Linked DNA regions of Mus musculus: all the other regions are linked to region 3. The links are chromatin contacts, called in public HiChIP or PLAC-seq and promoter capture Hi-C maps. All regions are on one chromosome and are shown on one strand. The core of a region is the stretch at or near the end of the contact, and the rest is flanking DNA. Distances in the headings are between cores, read along the strand shown.

Region 1 (3,604 bases), core at 391-2,890, 1.9 Mb before region 3:
TTGTTTAGCTGCTGTAAAGTGCCCCTGGTTCCCTAAGGGACATAATGAAACCCAGGAGCAGCAACAAAGTGAAACTTTGGCCTACATGGGTGTTGCCAAGAGGTTGGGAGATGAGGTCAAAGATGCGTGTTTGGCTCTTTGGACCATTAGAGCAGAGGCATGTGGTTGTTGTGCTGATATAAAAACACAGCTTTGACCTTAAAGGGAGTGAGGGATAGCTTAGTCTGGAGACAAATATGAGTGACTATGGTTTAAAAACTATGTTCATACGTGGTGACAGTTTTTTTAATAGTAACAAAATCCATAAAGTAAGTATTTTTAAAATACAAGGATGGGTACCAACAGGTAGGTGGGTTAGAACAATGAGGGGAAATTGCTGGAGACATTTTTAGCCTTCATGTTGGTGGAAGCTAATAGTTTGTACATTCCAAAGGATTTAACAAATACTTTGTTTCGGACCTCAGGTAACAAAGTAAGAAATGAAAGACCCACAACGTGAGGACTCCCCCACGTTCTGACTCAGGAGAGGCGACACCCCAAAATCACCCACAAGAAACGGGCCTGTTGCAAAATGCAAGAGGATTTTTATTCAAGAGCGCTCTCGGGCCCACGGTCATACACCACGAAGGGGTAGAGGACCGTGGCGCCCCGAGTAGCTGAGTAAGGGGGTATTTAAAGGAAGAAACCACAACTCAAGGAGGTGGGAAGGGCATTGTTGGAAAATAACAAAAATACCAGTTAAGAGTCACAAGGAAGTGCAAAGTTACAAGAGTCACGAGGAATACCTGGTAATTGTGAGGGTTATTTTTCAAAACAGTTTCTAAGAGCCCCTAACAAAAGCACATTTGTATATGGCAATGGTCAGGGTGACTTTCTTTGAATGAGCACTCTTTGAACCCAGGAAGCGGGTGGGTAGAGGAATGTCGCTATCTGTTTTATGATTAGCATACCTTTACAAAGGCCACATTCCCAAGCCTGGGCCTAAAGGCCTAGAATTCTGTTTTTACTTTGTTATACTTTCAGAACGTCTGTGTTATAGGTTTCTTATGTTTTCTGATGCCAGCTTTATCTTTTGGGTTGGTAGGAGGTTACTTTCTGGCAAGTTAATGTATTCCAGTCAAAGAATTTGGAGTCAGACACAGGTGGGCAATGCATGGCTATAAAGGAGCTAAATAATCGCCCAAGGTAATGCTAGCTTTGGGTCCGCATTCCAATTCTTTACAATCATGAAGTTGTAGTTAGCCAACCAGCTTTGTAGAATCCTTCATATAAGTGTGGCTTTCTGCTGAGTGTATCAGTTACGTCTTGTTTGCTCAAGTAACTTCCTCTCCTCTCAGTATTATTAGCTTTGTCGTGAGAGGTGGAACCTCTGGGGGCAAAATTTCATTTAGGGGGCACGAATCGGATGTACCGCTTGGGAGCTCTTATTTCCAAGCAAGAAAGCAAGCAGAGAAGGGGTTGTACATTCAGTCGTTGAGGACCCCAGGAGGCTGTATCCACTGCGGCCCACACTCTGCTCCTCCCGCGTCCCAGGCTCCGCCAGCGGCTCCGAAGCTACCGCCCAGCAAAAAGGACAAAGGGATGGCCTTCCGGGTCCAGGCTCTAACTCCCGTGAGTCAATGCGCTTCCGGGTCGCGTCATCCCAACGCGCCGAGCGCGCAGCCATGGAGGAGCTGGGTAGAGTGCGGCTAAGCGATCCTGATGCCCTGCTACCTGCAGGCTTCTGGGCCGCCGTGACCGTGTGGCTGGAGAGGCCACAGGTGGCCAACAAGAGGCTGTGCGGCGCCCGCATGGAAGCCCGCGGGAGAACTTTGCGGTCCCACGCCCAGGCGGAGTGTGGACCGCGGCAGGGACAGGGACACGGGCTGGAGAGGGAACCCGGACAGGCTTCTCCTAAAGGAGAGCCAGAGTCGGGACCTAGGGCGAGCCGCGAAGGCACCGCTCCCGCGGCTGACCTGAACTCGCTATGGGACCGAGTCTCCCAAAGCCTCGTCCACGCCAATCCGGAAATGCTGGCCTTCCTCTGTGGCCCCTCGTTGGGTCCTCAGCCTGAAGCCGCGCAGGAGCTCGACCTGATTCTCAGGACTGTCATCCCGAAAGCGAGCCCGCACTCCCCACTCACAGAGCCGAAGAAAGAACTGGTAGTGCAAGGTAGGAGAGTAGTGGGAAGAGCGCAAACAGACTGAAAAGCGTTCGCTTTTTGAGACAGGGCCTTATATGGCCTGGAATTCGCTATGTAGAACAGGCTGGCCTCGAACTCACAGAGATACACCCGCCTCAGCCTTCCAAGTACTGGGATTAAAGGAGCGCCACACCACCCACCACCCAGCTCTGGCCTTGTATTGTCTAAGTGCTAGCTATAATGGTGTGTCCAAAGTGTAGAGCCCTCTCCCCAGTGCTGGACAGCCACTAAGGACTGGAAAGCATTACTCTCCTGTCCATCGCTGCTCAGTTCTACTTCCAAGGGATCCGTTTAGAGCAGTTATGACCTGATAGCCTTGTCTTTCCCCCTCAGATGTCTCCAGTGGGAGTGTCACCTTTTTGCCCTTGGAAGAAGATAATGAGGGGAATTTGGAGGTTAAAACGAGCAACGTGTATCAACTCCATCTCCATCACAACGAAGGAGAATGGTAAGAGCTGGACGCTGCTGTTGCACCACTATGTGATGCCCATCCCGGATGTCCTATCAGCAGTCAACTGGAAGATTCTGGGGTACAGAAGAGCCAAGGTCTTGTGTTGGTTGGCTGATCTCAGATGTATACTATAGTCACCACTCTGCTGGTTCCTGGCGCTGGTACTGGATTGGGGATCACAATGTAGCCAGAGTCCTTGATCTCTATATTCCATATGCCGGTAGGGGTGTACAGCAACTAGCTGGGGTACTCTGTTAGTCAGCTTTCTGTTGCATAATACCCAAGGGAGTCAACTTAAGGATGCTTGAGGGCCAGTGAGATGACTGTGCATAAAGGTGCTCGTTTCAAATCTTACAAGCTGAGTTTGATCCCTAGAGCCCACATGTTCTGTGAGCTGTCCTCTGTCTTTTAAACACACACACACACACACACACACACACACAGATATAGATGTATGTGTATAATTTTAAACGGGTATCATATTTTAGTTTGTGATCATTCCCTCTTTGGTTTTGGGGCCTGTAGTGAGGAACTAGGAGCATAAGGGACCATGGACAAAATCTGCCCTTAAAAGCCCACCGCCAACACAACTCCCTGCTTACTCCAACAAAACCTCACTCACCCTCTAAGTCCCCACCACCGCCAATGTCCCTTAAGCTGAGTGTATCTACGAGTTAGCCTGTTGATGAGGTTGGTCCTGTCATGGTCCAGTCACCTCCCCAAGGTTCCACTTTTAAACTCAGCTGAATTGGGGACTGAGCCTTCAACATAGGAGCCTTTAGGGGACTTTTTATCTAGACCAAATTCACATGAGCTCTATCCGATTATCATACTGCTATTTGTGTATCTTGGTCCAGAGTAGGGGGTGGAATATCCTGTCATAGTTTAGAGTCCCTCTTATAAAGTACAGGTTTGTCATTCAGTGGTAGAACACCTGCCCATTTTGTGCCTTAGCGAGGTCTTGGGTTTGA
Region 2 (3,389 bases), core at 320-2,819, 1.9 Mb after region 3:
AGCCTGAATGATTCACTAATTAAATGCCAAAGGAAACAACCTTCTCCAGACGCCAAACCACACTAGTGATTATGAAAACCCATTCCACTTCAGCAACTGTCAAGACGTTAGGATCACACCTGAGGGAATGGATTTCTGTCTTTATCTCCAGAACAGCAGCTATAATACAAGTTTTTGACAGTGCAAGGTTTTGTGCAGCTTCAAGATGTTTCAGTAAGTGTGACTTCACTAACAAATGAAAGTTAAAAAAAAAAAAAACTATACTGACTCCAAAATCAGGAATTTGAAGAGAAAAAAAAAAAAAAAGATGATTCTTTGGTACAATATGCAGGGATATGGATTAGAAACACACACCTCTCCTTTACATATGGCACCATTATAACTGATTCCAGAGAAGCAGGAAATTTTGGTGACCTGCCTCTCTTGAATGCTTGTTTTGCAATTTGTATTTCCTGATTTTGATGTATTGCAGACGGAAGATGCAAATATATAATTTTTATAAAAAAATCTGCTGCCGCAAGATAAGGTCACATGAGGTCTTTTAGTGGGCAGGCTGTCTGGGGAACACAAAGACGTATAAAGCACCATCTAGGCTCTCGCAATTAGGAGAGGATGACAAACACGGAAACATGTGCCCCCGTTGACGTCATGGAACGGAAAGGGGTGGCCTCCTGCTGCATCACGTCCACGTCATATGGCGCACGAGGGAAGTTACTGTGGGGGAGCAATTTCTCCACTGGGCAACATCAGGGAGGGGCGGGGAGAGCGAATTGGTTCCGATCCAAAGAATGTCCACCCATTCTGAGGAGAATCTAAAGGGATCCAACCCTTTCTCCCAAATTGTATGATGCCCTCATCAAGTGCAAAAAGAGGCGGGCTTCATCAGAAACCAGGACTGAACGAGATACGTGGAGAAAGAGAAGCCTCAGATCTTGGGGGCGGCTCTTGAGGGAATCCGCGTGCTGTGGGGCGAGCGGGGCATCTTTGGAACGCGGGCCTTCTCTTGAAGAGGCTAGCTCTCTGGCCATACTCAAACATGGCTCTCTGCGCCACCTGTGCGACTGAGATCCAACCTCCCCGCACCAGCCCGGGTCCAGGTACCTGGAACTTAAGTCCGATCAGTAACCGGCGACTAGACGGGGTACAGGTTACCCGAGCGCGCCCCCGACCGACGCACCGACCTGCGCGCGAACCGCGGGCCGGATGCGTGCGCGCTCCCCCGGACGTCCCGCCCTCTCCGGAGCCGGCCGGGCGTGCGCGTCCCCGCGCCGAGAAGCCGGAAGCTGAGGAAGGCGACCGGGTAGCGCCTGAAGGTTCCCGGGAGCTCTGGCCTAGTGCTTGGCGCGCTCTGTCATTCTCGCCGTGGCGGCCGGGCCCTGTGCTTGTGAGGCGGGGCAGGAACACCGGTCCCAGAGGGATCAGGACTAGCCAAAGGCCGGAGAGATTTCGGGCATTTGGGAGGGCGACCGGCACAGGCGGGTGGAACGCCCGCGTCGTTAAGGAGGACGGGGCGGCGTCCCTGGTTACGGGGTCAGGCAAAGGGCAAAGGGCAGCGTCAGGGTTGAGCAGGATTAGTAATGGCGGCGTGTGGGGAGCCCGGGAGGCCCTGGCAGGAGGAGGAGGCAGCAGCGGTGGTAGTGGTGGGTTCCTGCATGACCGACCTGGTCAGGTTAGTGCGGGGCCGCAGCGCAAGGTCTCGGGAGGGCGAGCCACACTGTGGATGCCCGGGCCTCGGATCGGTGGGCACCCACCATTGGAACTTTCCTGAAAGCTTCAGGTTTCCAAGCACGACTTCTGAGGTGAAAAGGCAGAATTCAAGTTTGTGGAGGTCAATGACAGAGGAAGGGACAGGGATGGGGGGTGGGGGGACTGAATGAAAGCTTTGATAGACACCCCCACCTACGGGCGCCCCCAAACACCTGCACCTGTTTCCTTGGCCAGGCTGCCCCATGACATTTTAACCTCTGAGAACATGATGTACCTACTTCACAGGGTTGAGAGCACAAGAAGTGTTTTGTCCACCAGACCCAACTGGGTATTACTGGATTGAACACGTGAAAGAAGGCACTGAGGCAAACACCTTTTCACTCATGTTGGCATTCCTGCAGTGTTCCATATTTACAGTTTACTTTTATGTGGAAATGTAACCATGGGCCAACCTTTGTGGTGAACCTAAGTGTGAATTCAAAATTTAAAACACACACACACACACACAAACATGACAATTACAGCCACTAAAAACCTGACCAAATAGTGCTAAATGAGAATAGTTGAGTTAGGTCAGAGAGGTTGTAGGGAAGATCCTTCTGCTTTGTCGTCTGTTTTTATGAAAACAGCTTTCCAAGCAGATAAGCAATATACATTGTAGAAAAAAAAATAGTTCAGGTATTCCAAAAAACTCAGGCCATATAATTCTGTTTATGTTAATAACCATATTTCCCAGCAACTTAGTGTCATCGGTCCCTAAACTATTTTTCCAAAAGATAGCAGAGAACTTTGAAATAAGGCCTTGGGGTAATCAAAACAACCAAACCCTTTCACCAAACTACCTATATCTACTTTAAAAACAGCTCCAGGGGCCTCATATATCTAACTTAATCTTGCTTAAAACATTATAAATTGTTATCAGATTCATCAAGATGGCTATGAGGTAAAGGTGCTTGACTAAAGCCTAATGCCCTTCAGTTCCTGGAGCCCAGTATGGTGGAAGGACACTACATATGTGATGCATGAGTGTGTACACAATAGATAGATAGATAGATAGATAGATAGATAGAATAAATAAGTCTATGCTTTCAAATTACCAAACACAACAGAAAAGATGGAATTAAAAAGGAGACTGGGGCCGGGCGTGGTGATGCACGCCTTTAATCCCAGCACTTGGGAGGCAGAGGCAGGCGGATTTCTGAGTTCCAGGCCAGCCTGGTCTACAAAGTAAGCTCCAGGACAGCCAGGGCTACACAGAGAAACCCTGTCTCGAAAAAAACAAAAAAAAAAAAAGAAAAAGAAAAGAAAGAAAGAAAAAGGAGACTGGGAGAGGCAAGTTAATTGACAAAAACCCTGATATGTTGTAGGGACTACAGAAATGGCCTCAACAGTTAAGAGCATTGGATAAAAACCACCTGTAACTCCCATCTAAAGGGTCCCACACCTCCAAGTGCATTGCTTTCCTACACACAGAGTTAAAAGTAAAAAAATGATTTTTTTAAATGAAGCAATAACAGAAGAGCTACAAATAATTAAAGTTTATATAATTTTGTGTGTGGTGCTAGATATTGAACTCAGGTCCGTTGCATGGCTAGTAAATACTTTACTACTAAACTACACTTATAGCTTTTAATTTTATTATTTGAGACAGAATCTCACTAAGTTCCCCATGCTGAACTTGT
Region 3 (3,458 bases), core at 438-2,937:
TCAGGGAGATGGAGGCAAGCATTGAGGAGACAGGCTGGTGACATTGCTATTCTTTGTCATGGAGGGAAAATGGCCCCTTGGTGGAGTAGCAGCCTAACTGTGAACCAAGGATGATTTTAATATCTTCCCTTGGCTGGTTACCTTTGGGACATGATAAACACTGATACTGGCACCTGTCCTCAGCATCACCAGTGTGGTTTATGTGGGACTATCAGACATTGGGTGAAATCCCACAGCTGGCTTGCAAGCCATTCTCTGCAATCTGATCTGTGGGAGAGTTTGAAATACTTTCTGGTTTTATGTGAATTCATCAACTCCCTGAAAATTACCCTAAAAGGGCACACACTGAAAGCCTTTAGGAATTACTCAAATACAGCTGAGCTGTGTGGCGTATGTAACTTAATCAGCTGCAGGGCTTGGGAAACACAAGGTGACCGTGGTGATTTGAGAAGGCCACCATTGGTCCAGATCTGCCCAGGGAGAGTGTGGTTGAGGACTGTTCTGGGCAGAGTTCCTCTTAGGCACAGGTGCCTGCCAGATGTCTCAGTCCTTATCTGGCTCCTGCCTGCTGTGATCCAGGTCGCAAGTCCCCTGTCCTCAAGAAACCTGGAGGAGGAAATGAAAGGTCTGTCGCAGGTGATGCAGCAGGTGAGGGCACTCATTCTAGTTGATCTTGGCCTCCCTTGGCTGGGCCTCTGAGCCTGTACAGAACTGGATTTACCAGACCCATAACGTGGTGGCCAGGGCCCAGACTTCTGGTGTGCCCCAGGAATACCCAGTGGCTTTCTAATGTCTTCCTTTTTAGGTCTTATTCCAGATGAGAACTATTCCATTTTCTACATCAAGTAGCTGTACCTAACCCTGCAACATTTTTTAAAATTACTTTTTGTTGTTTGGGAACAAGGTTGTCTAGGGATTACAGGCTTGTGAAATTGCAGCCTATTCCTAGCCAAGTCGGCAGGCGGTTTCATTTTGCTGCGCCTGGCCTCTAGCACCCTGAGAAGTGCTCCACCCCAGTCACACCCACCTGCAGAGCAGCTTTCCTTCACAGCACCGGTACCCAATGCACAAAAGTGCCTTCCAGTCACACGGTAGGTCCAGAAATGAGACTCCCAAAGGGAAGGGTCCTGCCCAAAGGCACATTACCAGCAAAGGACAGGAGAAGCTGGGCATTGGTGGCGCCTGTCTTTAATTCCAGGGCTCGGAAGACAGAGGCAGAAGGATCTCTAGGAGTTCGAAGCCATCCTTGTCTACAGTCCGAGCTTCATACTGAGATTTTGCTATAAAAGAAAGAAAGAAAAAGAAAAAAGGCAGGGAGATGAAGGTGGTCACATCGGACTTTGGAATCCGGGAGCCTATAGGTACCACTACCGGCCTTCGATGCCCCGCGGACACCCGAAGGTTAACGTCACACCCGGCGCGGGCCAGCTCGCACAGGGGGGCGGGGCCAGCAGCGGCGCACGGTACCCGTAGGAGGGAAGTGAGAGGAAACGGGGGCGGGGCGTCACGAGGCCACACCCACAACACGCCGGGCAGTGACGTCGCCCGCCTAGCGGTGCGGCTGAGGGTTGATTGCTTGCGGCGGCTTCCGCGGGCGGGTGCGCGAGCGGACGGCTGACGGCTCGGGGCGGTGGTAGCGGCGCGGCGACCAATGAGGGCGTCCGGAGGGGGCGGGGCGTCGGCTGCGGTTTTGTTCCGCGGTGACTGAGGCTCACCGTCCCCATGCGCGGAGCGCGGCCTGCGCGGCCGGCGCCCTGCCCCAGCTACGGAGCTCGGTGCTCACTCGCCTCGCGGAGAGTGCTCTGCGCCGTCGTTCGCCTGCTCATCGCTAAGAGCTCCAGCCACCGCAACGCCGTGTCCTTGCGCTGCGATCCCGGAGTCTCCGTACGTCGGCCGGCGCCGCGCAGCCGCACGTCGAGAGCCGGGTGCATCGGCACAGCGCGCGGAACACCCTCTAGGGCCAGCCGGCGTCTCAGCACCTTAAGGTCCCCGCGCGCCCCGGGCCCAGCACTGTCCTCGTGTCCCGTGTCCCCGACATCCTAAGGTCCTCGGGGACCCAGCATCTGAAAGAACCCTGGGCCCCAGCTCCCTAGAGTCCCCTGGGCCCCAGCTCCCCGAACTCGTGGCGAGTCCGGGGACCCCTCCAATTAGGCCAGGCCCCAAGCATTCTGTTGTGCGCGCTCCTGCACGCCAGGCGGTAAGGCCTGCCCGCTGCGCCTGGGGCGCGCTGCCACTTGTTGAATCACTTTTCATGTCGACTTTGAGACCTGTTGTCGCCATGCTGAGTCCGTGGGCCCGTGAACCCGCTGTTGTTGAGACTCAGTGATTGTTATTTTGTATTCAGGAAGCAGGAAGTTTGACGAGATATGATGGTCCCTTAAGGGAATCCCAAGAGCAGATCCTCCCCAACGACCTGTGGAAGGTGACTTGGAAGTCTATTCCGAAGCCACTTTCCTGCGTAGACTGAGGGTGTGTAAGTCCCTTTAAGACTTCCTGTGTGGAGGATGGGATGTGCGATGTTCACAATGTATTTTACCGCTCCGAATGCTATTGCCTTTGTACATTAGTCTTAATTACAGATCTGTGATCTATCACTCCAAATTAAAATCACTTTAATTTTTTGCACTTCAAGGTATTTAATCATTAGATATATCTTTAAGTATGAATCTAAGCTTATTCTAACCCTCCAGCCCCACTACTTAAGTTTATAATGATGTTTCAGCTCTGAGAATTTTGAAGATGGACTAGTTTGACTTGAAAGGTGTACTTTAGTTTTTACATTAAGAAATTTGACTTGTGCTCACTGATGCTGCTGCTTCAAATACATATTTGGTCATCTTAGGAAAGTGGGTCTTGGAAGGGAAGTTCAGCATCTCAGAACAAGGTAGGACCGAGGATAGTTTTTCCAAATTCTGAATATTACGCCAAGGTGGAAATTGAAATTGATTAGGAAGAGTAGATGGACTTTGCTGTTTTGGTTAGTGGTTGGTCGTTCTTTCTGATGACTCCTCTGGCACCTGTTCTCCTCTTTACGTCTCTTTGTTTAGTGAGCATAGCAAGCCCGGTCCCTTCTCATGGCCTGATAAATGATTCTGCTTGCTGTCCCTGGAGCTTAGATCTTGGTTCTGGAACTTTTTCCTCTGGTGTGTGAGCTTGTGGCTTGGACTGGAGCCATACCAAGTCACATGGCCTTTCAGATCTTCCCCTAGGTTGGATTTGGCAACCGTAAAAGAGAGAATTTTAGTTGCTACTCTTGAGACAGAAGATGCTGAACAATCCTTTTTTTTTTTTTCCTTTTTAAATTAAAACACTTGTTTCATGGGTGTGGGTGACTGTTTTGCCTGATTGTGTGTCTTCATCACGTGCATGCTTGGTGTCCTTGGAGGAGGGAAGAGAGTGGTGGTCCCATAGGACTGGAGTTACAGGAGTTTATGAGCCATCATGTAGTTCCGAGGGAT
Region 4 (3,564 bases), core at 504-3,003, 1.5 Mb after region 3:
ATGCAAACATAAGCGACTACTTCTCAGGTATGATTTGGGTGTTCAGTAGTAAGAAAGGGTCCACTGACTGGACCCTCAATGCTCAGACCAGGCTGTCTACAGTGGGTGCTTAGTAGGTATGGGGCTTGGGAGGAGCTAGACACAGAAAAGTCATTTAGAAGGACTCCCCAGATATGGAACATTACTTTGAGAGAGGTGCCCCTCTTGTCAGATTACAAAGAAAGCCATATTTTTATTATATTTCCCAGCTCACTCCACCCTTCCCTGGAAGACCCCTGACCTCCTATCTGGTTGACTTCTAAAGGTCAAAGTCAAGGCCATGGCTATTGGCTTATGGAGTAACTCTGGCTGCAGCCAGCTTGGCTAGGAACTCCCAGATGCTTGCCAAGGTGGGCTTCAGGTGGCAGAGGACCTTTTGAGTTCATGCAATTCCCTCACAAGATGGTGTTTGTGGTTCCTGCGACACAGGCCAGGTACCCTACCACCCCTACCGCCCCACCAATACCTGTCTGGTACCTACAAAGACACAGATTACAGGCACAATCCTTCAGTGCAAACCAGTCTGGCTGCTTTAGAAAGAGATGTTTTTCTACTTCTAAATCCACTCAGGAGCTCAAGCGATGTGTCTCTTTCTCCCACTTCTCTCTGACAGCTTCTTTGCCCCAGGTACCCCCAAGCCCCTCAAAGTTCTGCTGGGGGGGGGGGGAAGTACAGGCTCCTGCCCAACCCTTACCGGAAGCTGGAGGGGGGGTGTCACAGGAGGTGTCAAGAGCCAATCAAAGCCAGCTTCTTCCTTCCTGACCTTCGCACCTAATTCCCAGGGGCAACCCTCGCCCTCACTCCCAAACACTTGAAGGAGCCCAGCTTTGTTTTTGAGTCCCCAATCCCTTTCAGAAAACAGCTAAGACCGAAGAATAACAGAAGAAGAAAGGGTTAAAAAGCCTTCCCCCCCGCCCCCCCCCGTAGGGTCCTTGACGGCTGGGAGGGGCTTAGGGGGCGCAAAAATTTTCTTGCCTATCCACTACCTAGAAAGAGGAACGTGAAAAGGGAGGGAGAGCGGCTCGGAAGGAGGCAACAGGCTTCCCGGAGGGGACCTGTAATTTCAAGAGCTTTTCTGGAAAATTAAGTACGAAAAGGGGGAGAGGGTGTCGTTGGCTCTTCAAGCCCACTCTCCACTTGCTTAAAAAAAAAGAAAAGAAAAGAAAAGAAAAAGAAAAAGAAAAGTGGAGAGTGGGTAGGGCGGAACAGGAAAAAAAAAAAGAAAAAGAAAAGAAAAGAAACCCACAACTTACAGCGGTGAAGTATTTTTCTAGCCTGGCTAGGAAAGGGAAAAGAAGGAGGTTGGGGGTGGAGGCAGTGGGAGCAAGAAGAGGGTAGGAGTCTGCCCGCGCCGCCAGGTGCACCCCGGCCCGCACGTACCTGCTGGCCGCCGCCACCGCTGGAGTAGGACTCGGCGTGCGCAGGAGAGCCGCTGCTGCCCCGGGACGAGGTGTCAAAGTTCCCGGGATAATCCTGGTACATGATCCGCGGTGGGGGCCGGAGAGGAAACAGGGTGGTTTTCTTCCCCGCCCTCGCCGCGGCCGCGCACAGTCTGCTGCGCGCTCGCTGGTCCACCGGCCCGGCCACGGGCTGGGCTTTTCGCTCCCGGGATGTCCCCTAACCAAGGCAGACAGGAGGCAGCGACACTCGGGAAGTGACCCCCCCGATCGCCGCGCACCGCACTTCGTTTCTGCTCTGCAAGCTCCGCGGAACCGGTTGTCCACCGAGTCCCTCCCTCTAAAAAGTCGGCGCGTCCCTCGGTCCCTCCCCTGCGCGCGCCCTTCCGCCCCCGCGCGCAGCCGGAGCTCTGCCGGGACCCACGGGCTGGAGAAAAATGGGCAACGCAAAAAGACTAGGAGCCCCGCGGGTGTCGCTTGGCAGCTCTGGGGGACTCCCTCCCCGATCTCTCAGGGCGCCAAAAAGGCGAAAAAGAAAAGCTGCCGGTTGGGAGAAACTTCTGTTTCCTCCTTTTAGAAAAGGAGCCCGAGAATAAACTTCCTGTGGCCAACTCGCCGCCTGAGTTTCCCGGCGACTCGGACACTTGACTTAGGACAAGGCGGTGAGCGCCGGTCCAGCGGCCCCGATCGCGCCGGTGGGACAGCGCCCGTGGGATTCTAGGCTGAGCGGTGCTGAGAGGGACGTGGCTCCGCGTCGCAGTGACCTGCACCCCGTGCTGGCTCCAGGACCTGCCAAGCCTCGCGCTTCTCGCCTCGCTTCGCCCTCCCCTCTCTCCCCCTCTTTCTTGCGCTCGCTCTCTTTCTCTCTCTCTGTCCCTGCCGAGCGCCGCTCACTGTCTCGCTTCGAGCCCCTGCGCTCTGCCCGAGATGAGTCACTACAATGGCACGAGTTCAACTCCACACTCTTTATTCTCCAGCCCCGCACCATGTGGATCCACTCACGTCAACCTTAGACTCCACCTTGCTGGGAGGAGCGCTCGAGGCGGCGGGGGAGGAGGCCTGGGACAAGGAGGAGGAGGAAGAGGCGCGGGAGGGGAGGGGAGAAGGCGGGCGGGGCGCTCCCCTCCCGGCCTCGCTCGCGGTCGCGCTGACGCCAGCCACAGACCCCGCGCGAGGAAGGCGGGAGGCGGGGAGGGTGGGAGAGCGCGGCCCTCGCACTACGGGGGCGCCGAGGCCGCCCGCGTTCTCGCCGAACTCCTCCACCCCCCCTGGGGCGCAGCGCCCTTGGTCTGTTCCATTGGCGCACGTTGCCAAAGATGGTCATTTGCGTTAGAGGACGCGAATGCGGGTTTCCTCGCCTTCGGGTGACGTGGAGGGAGAGGGATTCCCTCGCCTGCTCCCGCCTGCGCCCTGGCCTCCCTACCTCCTCCCCTCCATCCCCAACCAAAAGGAAGGGGCGCGGGGCGGGGCCCCGAAAGCGGCCGCGCCGGCCTGGGCTCCGGGTTTTAGAAAAGGAAAAAAAAAAAAAAAAAAAAAAAATCGCAGCCCTGAAGACGAGACGGGCGGCTCAGTGCGGCGCCACCGCGAGGCAGAGAGCCCGGCGCGCAGAGCTGCTCGCGGGGAGGGCGCGGCCGTGCGCAGTCGTCCGCACCCTCAGCGGCGCCGCCCGGTACAGCGGGCGTCCTGGGCGCACCGGGCACCCGCGCCACCCTGCGGCCGGGTCTTGGCGGGGTGCGGCGCGGCGTCGCCAGGCGGGGCTGGCCTGCCCATTTTTCACTCGGAGCCTGGCTGCCCACTGCTTCCCCTTTTTGTGTGTGTGTGTGTTGTGTGTGTGTGTGTGTGTGTGTGTGTGTGCGCGCGCGCGCGCTTGTTTTTTTTTTTTTCTTTTTCTTTTTTCTTTTTTTAATTTATTTTATTTTGGCCTTCCAATTAACTTGCTTAGAAGTAGTATTGAAGATGAAATTAGCCAGTGAGACATTCGGGAGTCCTCTGTGCTACACAGTTATGACGCATGTAATAGTAGTAACCAGGTCTTAAAAGCAAATCGGGTTGTTTTTTAAAATACATAAATAAATAAATAAATAAATAAATAACTGGGGCCCGAGAGGTGTGCCCCAAGTTGCCTTGA
Region 5 (3,687 bases), core at 767-3,266, 1.3 Mb before region 3:
AGGACCAGGCTGTTCCTCAGCAAGAAGGTGAAAACATTCCAGGAGCTTTGCAGCTGTAAACTGAGGACTTTGGATCTCCTGGCAACCCTAAAAGTCCTCACAGATCATGGCAGAGAGAGGCTTAAGAGAGAAGAGAAGGCCACGTGATGCTGGAACCAAGCCCTGAGCCCTGGGATGAGGCCAGTCTCCATCTGACATGAGAAGGGAAGGAGAATCTCTCTGATCCCCAAAGGACATTCGGCCAGTGAGACCCATTGCAGACTTCTGGCATTGAGCCTTGAAGAGCAAACTGTTTAAGCCACTAGATTTAAGCTCTGTAGGAAACTAAAACAAGTGCTGACTAGTAAGTGTTTGCAGGGTTTCCAGCAAACACACAAAAAGAAAGAAAAGGGGGTGGGGACGCTGCAACCACCATCATGCACTTGCTGCCAGAGCAAGGCAAGGAGCCCACAACCAAGGCAGCCAGATGGGACCAGCATGCTGGGCCTGTCTCAGATACAGATGTCAAATGACAACAGGATTAGAAACACAGGGCTCAGCCTCAACCTCTCCTACCTCTGGGATCCTTGCAGGAGCTACTGCAGCAGCCAGGTCACCAGGCTCGGTGTCACCTTTGTGACTACCCACGCTCCCACCCTCTGAGGTTGTTGTTCTAAACAGAATGCAAAAAGTGAGCCAGCCCTTGACACAGGGGATGACCACAAAGTGCCTCATGTCACAAGCTGGCAACTCCACGATGCACTGCAATTTGGTCTACTCAGTATAAACCCTGCCTTCTGACTCCTGCGCCAAGACTGGCAACACACAGGCCACCCCAAGTCTGAGGGCCTTTCCTCAGCTCCGGTATTTGCTGATCTCCTTTGCCAGCTCTCCAGCCTTTCATCTTTCCTGTCAGAAGCAACCCTCCTCCTTTGTCCCACTGAGGTAGGTTCCAAGAAACTTCACAGAAATGGCCTTGCATCCTTTAAAGATCCATCCTACTCCAGAGTCTTACCTAAGCCATTCCCTCTACCCCGTGACTTTCTCTATCCCAGCAGTGTGCCTGAAGTCCAGATCCTGCCAGCCTGAGTACTTGGTACTTGTCATCCAGCCCCCCCCCCCCAAATAAAAAGATGTAACATTTTTATCCCAGTTTTTCTGGAGAAATTGTCCTGCTGACAACTGTGCTTTCTTCAGAAACTTTTAGAATGTAAGCAGGCCCTTGATTCACAATTGATTTTGCTTCTCTCCCCTCTCCCACACACCAGTTGCTTGATGTAGGCTCAAGGCTTCCTCACCAGGGCGACCTCCATCTACACTCCATCTGAGGCCTTTTCAGGAACCTGGGCCCCTCCATTTGTATTCTATTGGTCAAAGCCCCTCTGTTTACACTCCAGGGGTTGGGCCCTAGCTACACACCACCCCTTCATCTACACTTCACAGCTGAGCCCTTATTACACTCTACAATTCTGCGCACACACACACACACAGTCCACAGGTTTGGGGCCCCTCTATCTACACTCTGAACCCCCTTGTCTACACTTCCCAGCTCTAACCCCTCCAGCTATTCTCGATGCTCGCTCGCTGTGGGCTGCCCTGCGTTCTTGCCCTACATTTCCTCAGTTCGGGTCCTTGGATACGGTCTCTGCCCAAACAATGAGACCGCGGGCTGAGTTGGACATTAAAGTCCCCTCATGGCCAGCCGGGCCGGCTTCTGAGCCGGGTCAGATCCCGCCCGAGTCCGGTGGGCTGCAGCCCTGCGGAACCCGCACATCCGGCCTGCGCGGGACCCCGGCCGCAGCCCGCGCGGGCAAGTTCCCGGAGTCCCGCGCGAACAAAGAAGGCGCGGGCGGTGCCCGAGCTCGGCCCCACGGCCGCAGGAGGACAAGGCCGGGCCGGGCGGGGGCGCGCGCCAGAGAAGAAAGACGCGCGAGGAGGCGCGCCGGCTCCGCTCACCTACCGGGCCGCCGCTTGCTCCCGCCGGGCGCCCGCCGAAAGCATCAACGGTCACCGCCGTCGCCGGGCCGGGGGCGGGGCTCCGGGAGGGGCAGGGTCCGGCCCCTGAGAGAGGAGCTCCGACTCCTGGGGGTGGGGCCCAGGGCCTAGGGGGCGGGGCTCTGGGGGCGGGACCCGTGAGGGGCGGGTCAGGCCGTTGTGCGCTTCGGGACTCTGACCCCGCGGGTCCTGCTTCTGGGGGTGTGGCTCCTGGAAGGGTGGGGAGTTCAGCCGCTTTTGGAGGGTGTGATTTGGGCTCTTGGTGGGGCTCATTCGAGATTCACCAAGTTTAGGATTTTGGTGGAGTCAGGTTTTGGGGGACGGAGCTGGATGAGGGGATAGATCAGGTCGTTGGACAGCTGGAGTCAGGGACCAACGGGATCCGGCTTCTGGGGGCCGGGCTCCTGGAGAGCAAAGTCCGCCCTACTGGACAGTGGCTCGGGGTCAGGCGGGATCGGACTCCTAGCACAGAAGCGCTCAAGAAGTAGGGACTTGCCTGGGACTGAAGACCTAACGGAAAGCTCAACATCCAGGGCTTAAGGCTAGACGGAGGCGGGGCGGAGCATGGAGGCCGGGGCGGGACTTCCGCCTTGGTCCAGCTGAGGGGTTGAGCTACCCTACTAAATCGCAAAAGCCAGATGGGTTTCTTTTTTGAATGGTTGCAGAGAGCTGGGATGTGTGATCTTCTTCACGTGCAGAGAGAGACCACTTCGTCCTCCTTCAAGGGGCAGCTCTGAGACACGATGCATTTGTGAGGAAAGTTTCCCACCTGCCAGGAGAGGGGTCATCTACCTGAGGGCGTGCATTTGAGATGGAGAGAAATACATCAATCCTGTCCCAAGCACCACTCAGGCTATGATACAATAGTTGCACAAACTGGTTTTATAGTTCCTACGCCCAACCTTTTCAGAACATTGGACCTTGTCTACCTCAAGGAGACCTTTCTTTGGTGAAAGACGTCAAGGGCAGAATTCCCCTTCCCTTCCCACATTGACTTCCGAGCAGCCACAGCGTCTTCAGAAGTTTCATTCCCAGTTAGAAACTAGCTAAAGTACTTTCAGAAAACAGGAAACTGGGCATTTTACTTAAAAAGTTTAGACCAGGAATTCACTGCCTAGGCCCTCTTTTTCTCAAACACCAGCCCCAGCCTGGTTCAAGCTTCTTGGTCTTGAGATTAAATCATCATAAAAACCCCATAGCTGTAACCTTTAACACTCACTTCCTCCCTAAATTCAGGAAATGTAAGTCACGACTGGTAGTCCCTCCAGTGTTTCCAGGACAGTAAACCCTGTGTTCTTGTCAGTGTGCAGCTTCGTTTCACTGCATAGGTAGATGTATTGACTGTCAATGTGTCTTGAGTAGGAAGCCCTGTGACACTGAGGCCAATGGAGTAACAGAGCCCTATTTCTATGCATGTGGTACCCCCTCACACCTCTTCTCTCAGCCTGGCCTCAATGACCTCCTTCAAGCTCAAAATCTCTCTGCTTACTTTCTTGGCCCTGCTTCTTCCTCTCCTGTCTTTTCCCCCTTTAAACATTCATTGCTGATCCATTCTACAGCCAGCAGTCAACCCTGCTAGGTAGCACAGCGTTGTCGTTTTGTGTGGGTCACTGCTCTTTCTGCTTTCTCCCCTATCCCATGACCACTCTTATCTTACTTCCAGCCCTAGAGATGCTGACAGTCCTCTTGTTGCCTGTCACCCTGACCCTCTGT
Region 6 (3,482 bases), core at 810-3,309, 1.1 Mb before region 3:
GCTGTAACTGGTGAATTTCAGTGTATCTTGTCTTTTTGTGATTTGTATCCTCTGATAATTCGTTGTTATATAAGTCTGAAGCTCAACCAGAACATTACATTCAGATTCAACACCTCTCTTGTGTGTGGCTGATTGTCATTTTCATCCGACTCCTTACCCATCTGCCTAAGAAATCCCGTTCCTCGAAGACCAGGGACCTAGAGGGTCTGTGGCATACTTGGACAGCCCAGCATGGTGCCACATGCCTTTAATCCCAGAGAGAGGAGGCAGAGGCAGGAGGATGGATCTCTCTGAGTTCAGGTCAAGAGTTACATAGTGAGACTCTCAAAAGCAAAAAGAAACTACTTATCTAGAGGATAAGAAGTTTTCTATTCACACTTTTCACCTTATAGAAGGAAATTTTATTCCTATATTTTGTTCTATCAAGTAAGCCACCTTTTCTCCCCAAATCTTTATTTAAAAAAAAAAAAAAAAACAAACTCTCAGGACTGGGAACATAGCTCAATGATATCACCAGAACACTTATTTTCTAAGTGAGTTTTAATGATGACATTCTTTAGTAGGTTGTTCCCAAAAGTTCTCCTTATTAATTATACAAATCCAGATTAGAAATAAAATGCCCAGAGTTGAGAGAAAGGACTGAGCTGCAAGAGAGCACAGGGCTCAACACTCAGCATGGATTTCCAGGAAATGTTTTGAGCGTCTCTTTTCTCTTAGAGCACTGTGACTCATGGTCTCTCTTCTGTTTCAATATTCTCTCCAGTCACAAGCAGCTAGCTTCCAAAGATCTATAAGATGTCAGCAAAGAACTAAACAGGAACTTTTACTGGCACAAAGTCAGAGTCAGAGTGGCCTATGTTCTAAAACAAGCCTGTCTGCAACACTAGTAAAATTCATTCCCCGGTGAAAACTGAGCACCACCAATGTATCCGTTTTATATAGAACAAAAAATCGATAGGCAGTTAAGTATAAGTCGACTCTTTCATATATATGCACACATATAGTTTTTTATTAATAATCACACCTAAGTAACTCACCATGTACTTGACAAATACAACTCATCCAACTGCCTGCAGACACACAGAAGCACACCTCTCTGGCTATGCTTAAAACCTGGTTTAACTACACTACACCACAAACTAAATGAAACGCCAGGAGAGTACGAAGTGCCTCGAGTCACAGGCTGCTTCAAGTGTCACTTGGAAAAAGAATATCCCATTGGATGCGTTCACACTCCCCCGCCCTCAGCACTCCCGCCGAGACCTCCTAAAAGCATTATGTCATCCACTACCCGCACATCTCTCACGCTGTCCTGCACTCCCAGCTCTTAGGCCTGATGAGGAGGTAACCCTAGAGATCTCTGCCTCTCCAAGTTCTCTTCACAACAGTCATGTGCGCCACCGCCCCAGTTTCTCCAGAAGAGAGAAACAAGTTCGTTCCCTAACTTCGCAAACTGGGAACGGCGAAGGCACTGGAGTCGTGACGCCCCTCAGCGAGTCCCTGGCTGGCCTGACCCGGCTCTGTCTCCTCTGAGGGAGGCCAGAGACCCCGCAAGACGAGGGCCCGGGCCGGGAAAGCCTGGCCTCAGGGAGGTACCGCGACCCTCTGGACAGGGAACAGTGTTGGCCATGCCCAGCACGCAGGCCAGGGGCGCGGGGCCCGGGCGGGAGCTGCGGCGCCCGGACTCACGGTCGGTGCAGCGGTTCCTCTGCCGGACCTGGCAGCGGCGGTGGTGGCGGCGGCGGCTGCCCCTGAGGCGGCGGCTGAGGGGGTTGAGGCGGAGGCGGCGGCGGCGGTGGCGGCGGCGCCTGCGGCGGTGGCTGCTGCTGCTGTTGCTGCTGAAACGACTTGAGCGACTCGAAAGCCTTCATCAGCTTTTCCAGGGTTGCCATGACGGCTTCCTGCCCGATGGGACAGACCCTGAAGACTTGGAGCCTACTGGCACTACGCGGCGCCACTTAGCAGCAAGGCAATGAATGGGGCTCTGCGCGGCAGGCAGAAGCGGAACCAAGGCGCTCAGCCATCTTGGGCCCGTCCCGGCAACCCTCGCGGCGAGTGCGTCCCGTGACGTCATGCCGGCGGAGACGAGGCCACGCCAGACCCGCAGAATTGACAGGCGGATGCGTCGTCCTCTTTCCCGAAGTCAGGACGCAGGCCTGCGGGGCCTCTGCTAGTTTAAGACTCTCCGCCCCGCCGATGTGGCCCCGCCCCTTCCCGCAAAAGCCAGCCCCCCTTAGTGAAGAGGGCCAAGCAAGAGGATGAGGTGGGCGGGGCGGGCTGCTAGATGAGGGACGGAGCTGAGCGGAGAGTGGGCTTTAGGGCGGCTCCCTGGCACCAGCGATAGAAAAGAAGTGAGGAGGTGGGCAGAGGAGTTGGGGAGACCCGGAAGGAAGAAAAGGTTGGAAAGGGGAATGACAGCGAAGAAATTTTCCTGCGTAAAGCCACCCTACACCTGGAGTCACCGGGAAAGCGATTGTGGAGCTCGGAACCCGAAACCCAAAGCAGCTCTCTCTTCCACAAGCCAGGTGGTGGCCTGAGCTTCCCGAACGCAGCGTGCTGGGAGCTCCCTGCAATGAGAAGGGAACCAGAGTGACCTGTATTCAGGACCAAAGAACCCTTTATGATCCGTGGACCCCGAAGCCCCAGAAGTGTCTGCAGTAGAGAAGGCTGAGAAAGGGTTTCAAGCAGGCAGCGAAGGCTGAGAAAGGGTTTCAGGCAGGCAGCAGTAGTTACTGTCCAAAGAAAGGCTGTGTTTCATGCAACTTTGGTCACACACTCTACATTGAGACACGGACCCTGGAAAGTGCTGTGGCAACCAGCCAGGACCTACAAGGGGTCTCATTGCCACCAGCGCTGAAGTCCTTGTCTCTAGAGCCTCCATCTCCCAAAGGTGAGCAATTAAAGCAGGAAGCTGAAAATGGTGTGGATACACCCAAGCTGCCCCTGCAGTCTGCCCAGCAAAAAGTGTTGGCTTCAACCGGGCATGGTGGTGCATGCCTTTAATCACAGCACTTGTAGAATGCTTTTTGAGTAGCATGCACGAAGCTCTGAGTTCAATCCCTGCATTTTATAAACCAGGGGTGGTAATCATGTACTCTGCAGGTAGAACGAGGATCAGGAGTTCCAGGTTTTCCTTGGCTTCATAGTGAATTCAAGTCAGCATGGGCTGTATCAGAACTTGTCTCAAAAGAAAAAGGAAAAGGAAAAAGCCAAGCAGTGATAGAACACACCTTTAATCTCAGCAGTCTGGAGGCAGAGGCAGGCAGATCTCTGAGTTATAGGTCAGCCTGTTCTACAAAGTGAGTTCCAGGACAGCCAGAGCTACATAGAAACCCTGTCTCAAACAAACAAACAAAACCGTTCCGGCTTCAGAAAAAGCTGTCTGGAGGTGATCCATGCAGTGAGAAACCCAATGAAGCTTCAGGCTACCTGTAAGAATCAAATGCCCTATTCCATGGCCATAAGGCACTCCATTTTCTCGA
Region 7 (3,451 bases), core at 734-3,233, 1.5 Mb before region 3:
CCTGTAGTGAAGGGGAGGAAGCCTGGCTCCAACTCACACCTGGAGTGCATCCACCAGAAGACTGGAGAAGGGTCAAAACGTCCGGTCTGTCCGGGGCCTTCATGAATTGCTAGGCTTGTTACAGTGAGACTGATCTGAGCACATAAACAAGGCTAGTGCATTAAACACTGACTGCCATGCAGCTGGGAGACTGTGCTCCTGGAGAAGATAGGTGACTAGGGACCAGCTTCACATTGTTATCTGAAACCGGAGAAAATAAATGAAGCAACTGCCCTTAAGATCTCAGACAAGCCGGGCGGTGGTGGCACAGGCCTTTAATGCCAGCACTTGGGAGGCAGAGGCAGGCGGATTTCTGAGTTCAAGACCAGCCTGGTCTATAGAGTGAGTTCCAGGACAGCCAGGGCTACACAGAGAAACACTGTCTCAAAACAACAACAACAAAAACAAACAACAACAACAAAAAAGATCTCAGACAATTGGAAGATAGCATCAGGTAGATAGATCTCTTTGAGAGTTCAAGGTGAGCCTGATCTACATAGTTGAGTTCCAGAGCTACTGAGTAAGATCCTGTTTGATCTAAACAACCAGACAAAGCCAAAATAACAACAAAAACCCCCAAACAAAAACAAAACCCTCTCTCCTATCTGAAAAGGAGACATTTTAGGCCGGGCAAAGTGGTGCACACCTTTAATCCCAGTATCTGGGAGGCAGAGGCATACAAATCTCTGAGTTTGAGGCTAGTTTGGTCTATATAGTGAATGCCAGGATAACCAGAGCTAACCAAACCAAACCAAAAATAGATCTCAGAAAACAGGTGCTAACGTCTGCAAACCACCAGGGTTCCAGATATACTGAACCCTTTTTGTGGAAACACAAAATACAGCTTAAAACTATTAAAAAAAGAAAAAAGCACCACTCCCCCCAAATATCCCCTACCCTTGTCCTCCATGTATCTCCCTATTGGAGACCCTTTCTGGTTGTACTGGTTAGTTTTGTGTCAACTTGACACAGCTGGAGTTATCACAGAGAAAGGAGCTTCAGTTGGGGAAATGCCTCCACAAGATCCAACTGTAAGGCATTTTCTCAATTAGTGATCAAGTGGGGAGGTCCCCTTGTGATTGGTACCATCTCTGGGCTGGCAGTCTTGGTTCTATAAGAGAGCAGGCTGAGCAAGCCAGGGGAAGCAAGCCAGTAAGGAACATCCCTCCATGGCCTCTGCTCGGCTCCTGCTTCCTGACCTGCTTGAGTTCCAGTCCTGACTTCCTTGGTGATGAACAGCAGCATGGAAGTGTAAGCCGAATAAACCCTTTCCTCCCTAACTTGCTTCTTGATCATGATGTTTGTGCAGGAATAGAAACCCTGACTAAGACACTGGTCATCCTTACCAGACGACTCTTCTGCCTGTCCCTCCTGGGCCCAAACTGCTGGTGCCTGTACCAGACTCCTGGGTTCCTCGAGCACCAGGTTGTCACCAGGCCAGGCCATGTCCCCAACAGGCTTGCTGGGCCTCACTATGTCCATTGGATTTTCTCCAGGGCTGCAGGTGCAGAGACTAGGCAAGTGCACAAAGCCTTCCAAACAGAAACCCCGGAGGGGAAGTGTCTGGGATGTGTCCCAAAGACGGAGCTGAGATAGCTGCTCCCGGGTTTAATGGCAAAATCATCTTCCGCCGCACTTCTTGTGTGATTACGAGGAGTGGGGCGGTGCATAAGTGCGCTTTCCCAGCTGCTTCTCCTTACAGCCCCGCTAGTGAGCTCTGAATTTTGCAGCCCCAGCGTGAAAATACCTTGGGATAATTGCTCTTTGCTGGTGTTGGGCAGGGCGGAGCCAGAGACCGAAAAGTGGGCAGTCATATGGGCGGGGCCTGGGGTGGGCGGGATCGGATTGAGAAGGGAGGCGGGGCCTCGCGGAGACCGGTTGATGGGCGGGGCTACAGATGGGCGGTCCTACAAGACCCAGTCCTGTCAGTCTGCTAGCGCTTCAGAGGAAGATGGCGCCTCGAAGAGAGAGGGTCTCTACGCTGCCCCGGCTCCAACTGCTAGTGCTGTTGTTGCTGCCGCTGATGCTTGTGCCCCAGCCCATAGCAGGCCATGGCGGCAAGTACTCGCGAGAGAAGAACGAGCCGGAGATGGCCGCCAAGCGCGAGTCCGGGGAGGAGTTCCGCATGGAGAAGCTGAACCAGCTATGGGAGAAGGCCAAGCGGGTGAGCGGGGCCAGGGAGACGCGCGGGGATGGGGGCGAGGTGCTGCGTGTGAGCGAAGGAGAGCAGGGCCCTGATTGAGAGGCCAACATAACCTCTGGGACGGGGAACGGCCTACCCTTTGTACAGCCCCCCTTTAAATGTCAGGTGGGCCATCTTGACCTCACTTGTAATAAGAGACCCATAGGCCCTAAAGGAACTTGGTGCTGGTGTCAAGGGCCTGTGGTTGCCTTTAGTGCAATTAGGGACCCTAAAGAATGAGTGACACCCACCCTTCCTAGCTGTGGACACCTCTGCCCAAAAAGCTAATTTTCCAAAGAGCCAATTCAGATGGAGGTAGAGGGGAGGGGGGGCACTTTCTACATGGGGCCAGACTTGGAAGTCTTTTCTTTATCTGTATTTACTCCAATGAAAGAAAAAAAAAAACGGTGCCCTGAGATAAGACTGTATGGAGATTGCAGAAGCCCCAGTTGCTAATGGAGCTGGTTAATTTGGGTAAAGCAGTTCCTTAGGGGATTGGAATTCCTTAGTATAGGTAAACACTACACCCTGTCTGGGGAATGCTGAAGTTAGATTTAGTAGCTATGCTAATCTCTCTTCCTTTTGAAATGGAGATATCCAGAGCCTGAGGGCTGGCCTGGAACTTGGGTCCCCTCCCAGATTACAGTCCTAGGCTAGGACTTGGGCTTTTGTTTAAGTATTCTTTCAGAGCCACACTATCTTCCTCTAGAGCTTGCAGAGGGTTGCCCTTTAGCCCTCCAGCTTAAACATTCCTGAGTTTGAGGGGAGAGTAAATAATTTGCAAACTAAGTGATTTTTTAAAATAAAACCGTGTAGAACTTTGGCCCTGGAGACTTTGGATGGAGAGGTAGTTGGGAGGTTGGCTTCTGGGGAAGGGGAGTGGTGCCTCACAGACAGCTTAGTGGCCAGCCAGTGTCTTTGAGAGACTGCTGCAAGAGGGGGACAAGTGTCCAGCCTGCAAAGGTTTAGGACAGCCCTGTGGCCTGGAAAAGCAGTTCAGCTTTCTGGGGGAAGGGTCCGGGAGCAGAGCTGGGAGTGGCTGTGTGAAGAGCATGGGAGCAGTGGGAACCATCTAGGGTAAAAGGCTGGCTGTCCCTGACCGCCATCTCCAGGGGTGTGCCCACGGGATGAGTGTGCTTCACCTGGGATTACCCAGTAAGATGAGGATGGGGCCACGAAGACATTAGCAGGTACCGTCGAAGACTGTTGGGGAAATGTGGTCTGCTGTCC

Evidence for each region. Promoter capture Hi-C pulls out the DNA fragments that hold promoters and counts their contacts. HiChIP or PLAC-seq counts read pairs in DNA pulled down with a chosen protein or histone mark. Capture Hi-C pulls out chosen DNA fragments and counts their contacts.
Region 1: a contact with region 3 is called in an H3K27ac HiChIP or PLAC-seq map of microglia, with 6 times the contacts expected there. The contact joins the promoter of Trmt44 here to the promoter of Fam53a in region 3. A contact is called at or near these places in 1 of 39 promoter capture datasets (neutrophils) and 2 of 115 datasets of contacts at active chromatin or transcription factors (microglia and pancreatic cancer cells).
Region 2: a promoter capture Hi-C map of pre-B cells shows a contact between it and region 3, with 3 times the contacts expected there. The contact joins the promoter of Rbks here to the promoter of Fam53a in region 3. A contact is called at or near these places in 3 of 39 promoter capture datasets (the C10 cell line, liver and pre-B cells).
Region 4: a contact with region 3 is called in a promoter capture Hi-C map of liver, with 3 times the contacts expected there. The contact joins the promoter of Fosl2 here to the promoter of Fam53a in region 3. A contact is called at or near these places in 2 of 39 promoter capture datasets (hippocampal neurons and liver) and 1 of 115 datasets of contacts at active chromatin or transcription factors (microglia).
Region 5: a promoter capture Hi-C map of pre-B cells shows a contact between it and region 3, with 4 times the contacts expected there. The contact joins the promoter of Rgs12 here to the promoter of Fam53a in region 3. A contact is called at or near these places in 1 of 39 promoter capture datasets (pre-B cells) and 2 of 9 other capture datasets (adipose tissue and liver).
Region 6: a promoter capture Hi-C map of adipose tissue shows a contact between it and region 3, with 4 times the contacts expected there. The contact joins the promoter of Htt here to the promoter of Fam53a in region 3. A contact is called at or near these places in 2 of 39 promoter capture datasets (the C10 cell line and pre-B cells), 2 of 484 Hi-C or Micro-C datasets (CD4 T cells and LSK cells), 1 of 115 datasets of contacts at active chromatin or transcription factors (astrocytes) and 2 of 9 other capture datasets (adipose tissue and liver).
Region 7: a promoter capture Hi-C map of liver shows a contact between it and region 3, with 3 times the contacts expected there. The contact joins the promoter of Lrpap1 here to the promoter of Fam53a in region 3. A contact is called at or near these places in 1 of 39 promoter capture datasets (erythroid cells), 2 of 484 Hi-C or Micro-C datasets (B cells and CD4 T cells) and 2 of 9 other capture datasets (adipose tissue and liver).

Annotation. Positions count from the first base shown.
Region 1 is chr5:35,573,106-35,576,709 of GRCm38.p6, reverse strand. Trmt44 (tRNA methyltransferase 44) reads left to right here and starts at 1,640. Exons shown (of 11, transcript NM_030208.3): 1 at 1,640-2,151; 2 at 2,516-2,630. The coding sequence starts at 1,665.
Region 2 is chr5:31,695,790-31,699,178 of GRCm38.p6, reverse strand. Rbks (ribokinase) reads left to right here and starts at 1,569. Exons shown (of 8, transcript NM_153196.1): 1 at 1,569-1,669. The coding sequence starts at 1,578. Babam2 (BRISC and BRCA1 A complex member 2) reads right to left here and starts at 1,129. Exons shown (of 12, transcript NM_144541.1): 1 at 1,102-1,129.
Region 3 is chr5:33,627,864-33,631,321 of GRCm38.p6, reverse strand. Fam53a (family with sequence similarity 53, member A) reads left to right here and starts at 1,687. Exons shown (of 6, transcript NM_178390.3): 1 at 1,687-1,985; 2 at 2,345-2,469. It also overlaps Gm9903.
Region 4 is chr5:32,134,661-32,138,224 of GRCm38.p6, reverse strand. Fosl2 (fos-like antigen 2) reads right to left here and starts at 1,753. Exons shown (of 4, transcript NM_008037.4): 1 at 1,420-1,753. The coding sequence starts at 1,521.
Region 5 is chr5:34,947,777-34,951,463 of GRCm38.p6, reverse strand. Rgs12 (regulator of G-protein signaling 12) reads right to left here and starts at 2,016. Exons shown (of 17, transcript NM_173402.2): 1 at 1,940-2,016.
Region 6 is chr5:34,760,317-34,763,798 of GRCm38.p6, reverse strand. Htt (huntingtin) reads right to left here and starts at 2,059. Exons shown (of 67, transcript NM_010414.3): 1 at 1,690-2,059. The coding sequence starts at 1,892.
Region 7 is chr5:35,104,231-35,107,681 of GRCm38.p6, reverse strand. It overlaps Lrpap1 (low density lipoprotein receptor-related protein associated protein 1), which reads left to right and starts at 1,983. Exons shown (of 8, transcript NM_013587.3): 1 at 1,983-2,203. The coding sequence starts at 1,991.